2 separate regions of the Muntiacus reevesi genome follow, and region 1 is linked to region 2. A link is a contact called in public Hi-C data. All regions are on one chromosome and are shown on one strand. The core of a region is the stretch at or near the end of the contact, and the rest is flanking DNA. Distances in the headings are between cores, read along the strand shown. Region 1 holds the start of NDUFB6 (NADH:ubiquinone oxidoreductase subunit B6). Region 2 holds the start of CCDC25 (coiled-coil domain containing 25).

The links. A called contact is a pair of places that touch in the nucleus more often than the background predicts.
Region 1: a Hi-C map of muscle shows a contact between it and region 2, with 8 times the contacts expected there. The contact joins the promoter of NDUFB6 here to the promoter of CCDC25 in region 2. A contact is called at or near these places in 2 of 3 Hi-C or Micro-C datasets (blood and muscle).

The regions. Positions count from the first base shown.
Region 1 is chr17:10,813,563-10,818,104 of mMunRee1.1, reverse strand. NDUFB6 (NADH:ubiquinone oxidoreductase subunit B6) reads right to left here and starts at 1,335. Exons shown (of 4, transcript XM_065908434.1): 1 at 1,031-1,335. The coding sequence starts at 1,210.
Region 2 is chr17:10,397,476-10,402,515 of mMunRee1.1, reverse strand. It overlaps CCDC25 (coiled-coil domain containing 25), which reads right to left and starts at 3,732. Exons shown (of 9, transcript XM_065907885.1): 1 at 3,621-3,732. The coding sequence starts at 3,648.

The DNA.
Region 1 (4,542 bases), core at 86-2,585, 420 kb before region 2:
CTGTGGCCACTGCTGAGTTTTCCAAATTTGCTGGCATACTGAGTGCAGCACTTTCACAGCATCATCTTTTAGGACTTGAAATAGCTCAACTGGAATTCCATCACCTCCGCTAGCTTTGTTCATAGTGATGCTTTCTAAGGCCCATGTGACTTCACATTCCAGGATGTCTGGCTCTAGGTGAGTGATCATACCATTCTGATCACCTGGGTCGTGAAGATCCCTTTTGTACAGTTCCTCTGTGTATTCTTGCCACCTCTTCTAAATATCTTCTGTTTCTGTTAGATCCATAGTATTTTCGTCCTTTATTGAGCCCATCTTTGCATGAAATGTTCCCTTGGTATCTCTAATTTTCTTGAAGAGATCTCTAGTCTTTCCCATTCTATTTTTTCCCTCTATTTCTTTGCACTGACCATTGAGGAAGGCTTTCTTATCTCTCCTTGCTATTCTTTGGAACTCTGCATTCAAATGGGTATATCTTTCCTTTTCTCCTTTGCTTTTCACTTCTCTTCTTTTCACAGCTATCAACAGCATATCAATAGGACCTCTTACAGTAATTAACATGAAGCTACATTACCAGCTAGAGGCTTATCCTGCTTTTGGGTCAAATGTAGTGTTAGTTGGTCTGTGTAATCTCAACCTCAAAAATCACACAAGTGTCCTTGGATACTAAAATCATTGGATTTTAACTCTAGTGAATCCTTGGCCATCCTTCTGAGGAAAGATTTCCGCAGTCAAAAAAAAGCCCAACCTGTAGCGTCCTGTATAATCTAGGCAAAGATTCGCCTCCTTCTCATCACACCTGAGAGCCAAAGGGCAGGACAATCCCAAAGCCATACAACTCCGAACTCCTGACATCCACCGCATGACCCTTGGGACCAGACGGAGTCCCAGACAAGCCTAAGTCTCGACTGAACCTGACTCTCCCTTGGGGAACTTCCGGGCGCAGAGCGAGTCGGTCCTTACTGCCGCTATACCGAGCAGGTTGTCTCAGTAGCCAGTAGGGGTGGGGTTGGGGAGGGCGGTCACTCACCACGTTCTTCCAGAGAGCTCCGTCTTGCAAAAATTTATTCCAGAATCGCTCCACAGGCGACACCCTCTGCGGAGGCAGCACCGGTTCCCGGGGGCTCAGCTCCTGATCTTTCAGCCATCGCCTTCTCAGCTCTCGCAGCTGCTGCAGCCGCAGTTTCTCGTCGGGCGTATACCCCGACATGTCGCTGCGGATACCAAGGCAGCAGGACTCGGCGCGCACCCGAACCAAGGTCTTGTCACTTACGCGCGCTCCCGCTCTGCAAAGCGACCTTGCGAGGACGCCTGGGAGCGGCGCGCCGTTATAACGTCACTCTGTTCCTGCCCCCGAGCGACTCCAACCTGTGCATAGTGGCTGGGCATGCGCAAAGCCTTGCGCACCTCGCCGACTTTACTGTTCCAAATTACCAGAAGCGGCGGGGGCGGGGCCCAGAAGCGACGGGGGCGGGGCCCAGCTGGGCGGGGCGGCGGGCGCTTAGTTCCCTGAAGACTATGGGAGGCCGGAGAACTAGAGGTTATGATGAAGAAGAAGTGGCGTGCTGGATATTGAAAAAATGAGAATATGTGACTCAGTGAATGTGACGTCCAAGTGTAAAACTCTCTAGTTGCTCTCCCACCTTAGAATTCCTCTTCCCGTGACCTACAGAGCCTGTGGAGACACGTTGTCTTCTGTCAGTGACTGGAAAAGTGACCCCGAGCAGCTGTCTCAGTCTGTCCCTTCATCTGTTCCTGTTACTGTTTAGTTGCCAAATCGTGCCTGACTCTTTTGCGACCCCTTGGACTGTAGGCGGCCAGGCTCCTCTGTCCGTGGGATTTCCCAGGCAAGAATACTGGAGTGAGTTGCCATACCCTTCTCATGGGGAATCTTCCTGACCCAGGGGTCCGCATTGCAGGCGGGTTCTTTACCGCTCAGCTCCTGCGGGAAGCCCTTCATCTGTACTGTAGAAGTAAAAAGAATCTCAATATATAGCAGAGTTGTACACATTCACCCTTTGATCCGGTATTCTCATTTCTAGAATTCTATCCTAAAGATATAGTAGTGAAAGTACGTGCAAGATTGTTCACTGCAGCACCATATATAATAAAATATGGAAATCCTCAACAAATGGCTAGTTGAATAAATTGTAAAATAACGCAATGAAGTGAAGTGCTTGAAAACATATATTGTTCAGTGAAGAAAAACTACATTGAGAGAAGTGTACATAGTACCTTTTATCCAAAAAAGGGAGGACAGTAGTAATATATATAAATTTGCCTATGAAACAGCCTAGAGACTATGGCCAACGCAGTAACCATGAATATCTCTAGCTCCTAGATTGTGATCTCTAAATACTGTCTTCCATTAAAAGGAACCAAGGCTCCTTAGAGTAGTTGATCTCAAAACATTTTGTTCCATAAATCTCTTTAAATTCTTAAAATTGTGAGGGGGCCCCAAAGAGTTTGTTGATGTGGGTTATATCTATTGATGTTTAGTGCATTAGAAATTAAAACATGTAAAAATAACAAAATATCTGTTAAGAAAAACTACTTAGAAGAGTGCCATTGTAAATTTCTCTAATGCCTGGCTTAATAAATGATAGCAGAATTCTTATAGCTGCTTCTACATTCAATCATAATATCATACATCATGTAACCTTGGGAAGCTCTGTATATATTTGTGAGACAAAGAGAGTATAAAAGAGCAAATAGCATCTTAGTATTTTTGTGAAAATAATTGTGACCACACAAACCCCATGATAGGATCACAGGGACTCCCAGAGTCTCCCCAATAACACTTTGAAAACCATCACTTTGGAGAAATAGCTAATTTCAGGTTCGGGTTGGAAATGTAAAATAAGGCTGGAACATCTTATCTTAGCCGAAGGCAGGGAGGTTTTTAAAGACCAACAGGGTCATGTCAAAATGATTGAGGAGACAACTTGAATAGACTTACACTGGTCAAAGATGGAATGATTTGAGCACCAATAAGTATAGTGACTTCAATGGAATGAAAAATATCAGGTACATTTACATACATGATTTAAGAAATGATTTGTGGTTTTAAAAAAAATCGATTTTTCCCCCACTATAATTAAAAAAAAAACCTTATTGGTCACTTTTTGATGGTGTTAGGGAAAGTGAAAGTGAAGTCGCTCAGTCGTGTAAGACTCTTTGTGACCCCAGTCCATGGGGTGTTAGGGAACCAACTCCTTATTTTGAAAACTAATAAGCAAAGGAAAAATCAAGCATTTTTTGGCCTCTTTATATAAATCATAAATTAACAAAATAGTTGATAAGGAGAAATTTATTCAAAAAATCATAAAAACCTAATAAAAGAAGAATAGATGGCATAGTTAGAATATTACTATTTTGCAAACATTAGTTTGTTAATTAATCAATGCCCAGATGAAGATGTTGACATCCTTGACAGAGAGCAACTGCGCCTCCTGGTGGAAGACTACCTCACTGCCTGTGAACAAGCCTTGCTAAACAAAAAACTGAAGCTGAATCTGATCAAGTTTCTAGATCTAACCACTCATTTACAGGAAACATAGGAATAATATCAGAATGATATTAATACAATAAGAAAAATCTAACTTGTAGAAACTTCAGACAAGTAGCACAGATTCTTTAAAAAGACTATCTGGAGGTGAGAGAGAAAACCTATACATTAAGAGAAACAACAATAAGAAAACAAACAACCCAATTTAAAAACTGGCCAAAGATCTTGGAAGACACCTCGCCAAAGAAGATATACAGATGGAAAGTAAGCATACGAAAAGATGCTCCACATCATATGTCATCAGGGAAACGCAAATTAATGCCACTACACACCCACTAGAAGTGCCAAAATTTGGAACACTGACAACACGAAATGCTGTGGAGGAGGGATGTGAAGTAACAGGAACTCTCATCCATTGCTGGTAGGAATGCAAAATGGCATCACCACTCTGGAAGACTGGAGGTTTCTTAATGAAATGAAACTTTCTCTTACCTTAAAATCCTACAATTTTGTTCCTTGGTATTTACCAAAGGAGTCAGAAACTTACATCCACACAAAAACCTGCTCACAAATGTTTACAGTAGCTTTATTTATACTTGCCTAAACTTGGAAGCAACCAAGATGTCCTTCAGTAGGTGAATGTTTAAATAAACTGTGGTACATCCAGACACGGCTTCCCTGGTGGCTCAGATGATAAAGAATCTGCCTGCAATGTGGGAGACCTGGGGTTCAATTTCTGAGCTGGGAATATCTCCAGGGAGATTTTCCTGGAGAAGGGAATGGCAACCAACTCCAGTATTATTGCCTGGAGGATTCCATGAACTGAGGAATCTGGTGGGCTACAGTCCATGGGGTCACAAAGAGTCAGATACAACTGAGCAAATTAAGTGTGCAATAGCATTATATCTTAAAAAGCCAAAAAAAAAAAAAAAAGGAAATATGTTAGCTTTAAAATACTTTATTAGGCTTCCCTGGTAGCTCAGCTGCTAAAGAATCCACTTGCAATGCAGGAGACCCCGGTCTAATTCCTAGGT
Region 2 (5,040 bases), core at 2,483-4,982:
GGATATATATATATGTTTAACTGTTAACAGTGACCTTACCTACTTGCTTACAAAACGTTTAGATGGTTTTTGTAATCAGAAAAAAGGTGTGGTTTTTTTTTAGATGACTGAAGTAAACAAAGCTGTCTCTGCAGGGCAAACTAGCTAAACTCCTGCCAAGAGAATGACAGATGATGGATGGCGGACCTATAAAATGAGGTGGTTAATAACATAACTGCTACAACCCCAAACTGAGAGGCATTCTACAGAATAATTTTTCAACAGACAGTGTCATGAGAGACAAAGACTGAGCAATTGCTCCAGATCAGAAGACTCCAGAGAGCAATGAATGACAAGAGAATGCAACAACTGATTTGCAGCTTTCTTTTGTGATAAATTCATTACTAGGACACTGATGAAAACTGGATAAAAGTTGCTGATTAGGTAATAGTATTGCTGCAATGTTAATTTCCTAATTTGGATAATGAACAGTGCCTTTTGATAACAGAATATCCTTGATTTTAAGAAAAATACCCTGAGGTATTTAGGGGTAAGACACAACTTAAAGATGGTTCAGAAAAAAAAACAACCTGTGAGTGTGTGTGTGTGCGCGCGCGCACAGAGAGAGAGAGAGTGGGGTAAGGGGAGATGGAAAAAGTAGAAAAAGGAAAAGAAGAAAGGGAAAAGGAGATAAGGCATATGTGGTAAAATGTTAGAATTTGGGGAATCTAAGAGAAGGCTATAAAGGAAATCTTTTATATTCCTGTAACTTTTCTGAAAGACTGAAATGTCAAAATAGAAAATAAAATTTTTTTTAAAAAGGAGCATGACTTCTGAGTAAGAAGTCTGAATTAAGTTCTCCTCCACGGCTTCCCTGATAGCTCAGTTGGTAAAGAATCCACCTGTAATGCAGGAGACCCTGGTTCAATTCTTGGGTCGAGAAGACATCCCCCCCCCCCCCGGCCCCCCCGCCCCGGAAAAGGGATAGGCTACCCACTCCAGTATTCTTGGGCTTCCCTTGTGGCTCAACTGGTAAAGGATCCGCTTGCACTTCAGGAGACCTGGGTTCGATCCCTGGGTTTGGAGGATCCCCTTAAGAAGGGAAAGGCTACCCACTCCAGTATTCTGGCCTGGAGACTTCCGTGGACTGTAGAGTCCATGGGGTCACAAAGAGTCGGACACCAGTGAGCGACTTTCCTTTTCCATGTTAGAGGGATAAAGGAAGAGTAAACTGAATTATTCTAGTACTCCTGTAACTCACCCAAATAATGTGATTAGTATGAGAACTAGTTGTCTTGAAGACTCCTGACTCACATGTAGCAATCAATTAACCCAACTTTTGAGGCGCTGTGATAATTTCATAATTTACAGAACCATCTATATTGAGATGGACACTGGTAAAAGGTACTAAAAACATAAGTGAACTTAATGTGCTTAATGCACTAACATGTGCAGGAATCCATAAATCAGAGGGTCTTGAATGTGACACTGAAAATACAGCCAAGTTAATGTTTCCTTAATCTATTATGGGAACATGAAAGAATAAGCAGATTTTGGTCAGAGATACTAATTTTAAAAGAGAAGGCAAAAATTTTCTATTGCGATTTCCAGCCCATTTTTTTTTAAGGTTTTATTTATTTATTTATTTATTTTTGCAGTAAACCATCAGTTGATTGAAAAGCTTGGCTATCTATACAAAGTCATTTCCTTAAGATTCTGTATGTTCGAACTGTTTTCTGTACTGGAATATGTAAAAAATTTTACTACTATATTACTCTGCAATTTTAAAAGTTGCACAATTGTAGATTTATTAGATGTAAGAGGCCAAATATTTTTCCGACAAGAAGCAGTTCTGATGCTGCCATGGAAGCCAATGAGAAAAAAATAACCCACAAATCAGCTGAAGCCCTCTGCTCTATTAGGGGCATCTCCGTGTATATGACTGGCTCTCAAAGAATTTAGAATTGCTTTAAGGAGAATAATGTAGTCTGTGTAAAATACATTTAGTACCTATATGTCCTGCCTCGGGCTTCCCAGGTGGCTCACTAAAGAACCCACTTGCCAGTGCAGGAGTCAGGGGAGATTCTGGGTCAGGGAAGATCCCCTGGAGAAGGAAACGGCAACCTACCCCAGTATTCTTGCCTGGGAAGAGGAGCCTGGCAGGCTATAGTCCATAGAGTCTCAAAGAGTCAGACATGAGTTAGCAACTAAAGGAAGACAAAACATGCCTTGCCTATATTTGTCATTCCATTGTTGGACTTGTATGGATAACTATGTTGTCAAGGACTCCCGTGAGTGGAGAAGCTACAAAAAGATGCTTAGGTTACATTATGACAGAGGGGCAGAACAGGACAGACAGCAGATAAAAATGCAATTAGGAGCTTATAATGATTTTCAAGCTAGTTTGAATTTTGTTTCTAGCAATTTTAATAATATGGATAAGAAAAAACCAAGCACACAGAAACAGAGAAATAGCTTATAGCACACTGTGGAAGCCTAAACTATTGAGAAAAATGAGATGTGACAATGTGATGGAGTAGCAGAGGAGGGGCTCTGTGAGTTACAACTTTCCTGGGCTTCAACTTTCTCAAATCTAAAGAGCAAGTACCACCCTGTTCAAACCACATAACCACCATGTTGTTAGTTTCACTTAAATCTCACCTTTACCAAGGAGGCAGAGAGTAGCAATAGAATAGAGTCTTGCTATTAGTCAAAAAAATAGCATTCATTTATTCAGTATTTATTGAGTTACTATTAAGAGCCAGGCATTATGCTAGTGGAACAAGGAGGTCCTGTACCTGCCCTCAACGGGCTTACACTCTATCTCATGTAGACAAAAGCTTAACATCATATGATAAGTGCAATGCTGAAAGTATGCATTGTGTTAAGGGGATTCCTCCAAGAGATATACCTAAGCAATCCTGGGGTGGGAACAAGGAAAGAAAGGCATTTGGAAAAGATAGGCGAGAGCTGTCTCTGGGGAGAAGCAGCTAACTGGGGGATTGATTTAAGGCAAAGAGAAAAATATTGGCAGAGAAACGAAGACACTGCAGTTTCTGGGAACTAAACACACCCTTTTCTTGCCTGCCAAAGACAAATCAGAAACTATCGTGTCACTTTTCAAAATCTGGGACATTAACTCTGCCCAATGAGTGGCTGTCTCGCCACTCCAGAGTCTTTCGGTAGCATCCAAACCCAATAACCCTTTCCGGGAAGGGTAAAGCGCACTTTCTGTAAGGTAGAGTTGTTGAGGTGTCTCCCTTCTTACCAGAGAGCAGCAAGATTAAATGTTACGGGGGTGGGTGGGGAAGAGAAGACTTCACGATGGTAGTGAATAAGTCCACAAACTGCCTAATGCCAGGTAGCGACAGGTCTTTCTGATTGAGGGAAAAGAAGATCGCCCGGAGGCAAAGAGAGCACAGGGGATGGTCCCTCTACGCTCCCTCCCCGCCAACCAGGCACTGACGAGGAGGCACACTGGGAGGACTGGGACGGACACGGTGGAGAGACCATCAGGACGAGCGAAGAAGCACCCACTGCCGAGAAGGCACTTAAGGGCCAGGCTAGCGGTGGCCTCGAGGTCTCGGCTTCGGAGCCCCACAGTCGAGGTAGGGACCCGGAAGGTTTCGGCGACCACTCACCGCTACTACTGGTGAAGTAGAACACCATGATCCCAGCGGCGGTGGGACAATTAGAGCGCCCAGCAGCAGGATTCAAACCTGGAAGCTCAGGATGCCGGAAGCGCGGAGGCCGCGTTTCCCGGAACTGCTCCACGCACTTCCGGCTGACGTCGGGTCGCGTCATAACGCCGGTCGCCGGCGCCATCTTCAATTCGGCCGTGGAGGAGGTGTCTGCGCGCTCAAAACTCTACTTACTTGGGGGTCAAAGGAAAGAGGATGGAGGAAGGAGGATTGGTGGGTGGAAAACGAAGCGGGGAAACTAAAGAGAAAAATGCCATTGCCTGGCTTTATTTTTAGTACCTACACCCTGTGGGCCATCAAGTTGGTTGCCTTTGCCCCTTTTCACCCGCATCTGGGCTCCTCAAAAGTAGAAACCTGCCTTCTTCACGGCTGCGCTTTCACTGAACTAATCACGGTACTTGGAACTTAGTATAGAAGCTCATTAAATTTTGAATGAACCCAAATTCCTCCACTATTCTCATTCTAGCTCCATCACTTGTTGGGCATTTTAGGTTGCTGCACTTAGCTGCAAAATGAGGATGAATGGAGCGGTTAATTACAGGTTATTTTGCCAGGGTTTAGTAAGTTAATAGGTGTGAAAGGTTTAGGACGTGGTGAACACGCTAGAATAAGTGAGTTTCACCGGAGGCAATATGCCTCTCTGCGTTTGGACTTGTACTGTTCTACCTTTAAATCCAAGATCTGCCATCTGTTACCTACTAGACTGAGGGAACCTCAGATCTTCCGGCTGTAAAGTGGGAATGATCTGACTCAGTTCGCAACAGCACTTCGCTTTAACCTGATTATTTATATTATCTTATTATGTGAAGTTAAGTGCATCACTTAACTAAATTTTTTTAGAACTAAGAAATGTGCCAGGGAGTATACTAGGAGCTGGTATACAAAGAACAGTAGCTAATAACAAAATTCTCCAAGCCAGGCTTCAGCAATACATGAACCAAGAACTTCCAGATGTTCAAGCTGGTTTTAGAAAAGGCAGAGGAACCAGAGGTCAAATTGCCAATATCTGCTGGATCATCGAAAAAGCAAGAGAGTTCCAGAAAAACATCTATTTCTGCTTTATTGACTACACTAAAGCCTTCGACTGTGTTGATCACAATAAACTGTGGAAAATTCTGAAAGAGATGGGAATACCAGACTACCTGACCTGCTTCTTGAGAAACCTATATGCAGGTCAGGAAGCAACAGTTAGAACTGGACATGGAGCAACAGACTGGTTCCAAATAGGAAAAGGAGTACGTCAAGGCTATATATTGTCACCATGCTTATTTAACTTATATGCAGAGTACATCATGAGAAACGCTGGGCTGGAAGAAGCACAAGCTGGAATCAAGATTGCCGGGAGAAATATCAATAACCT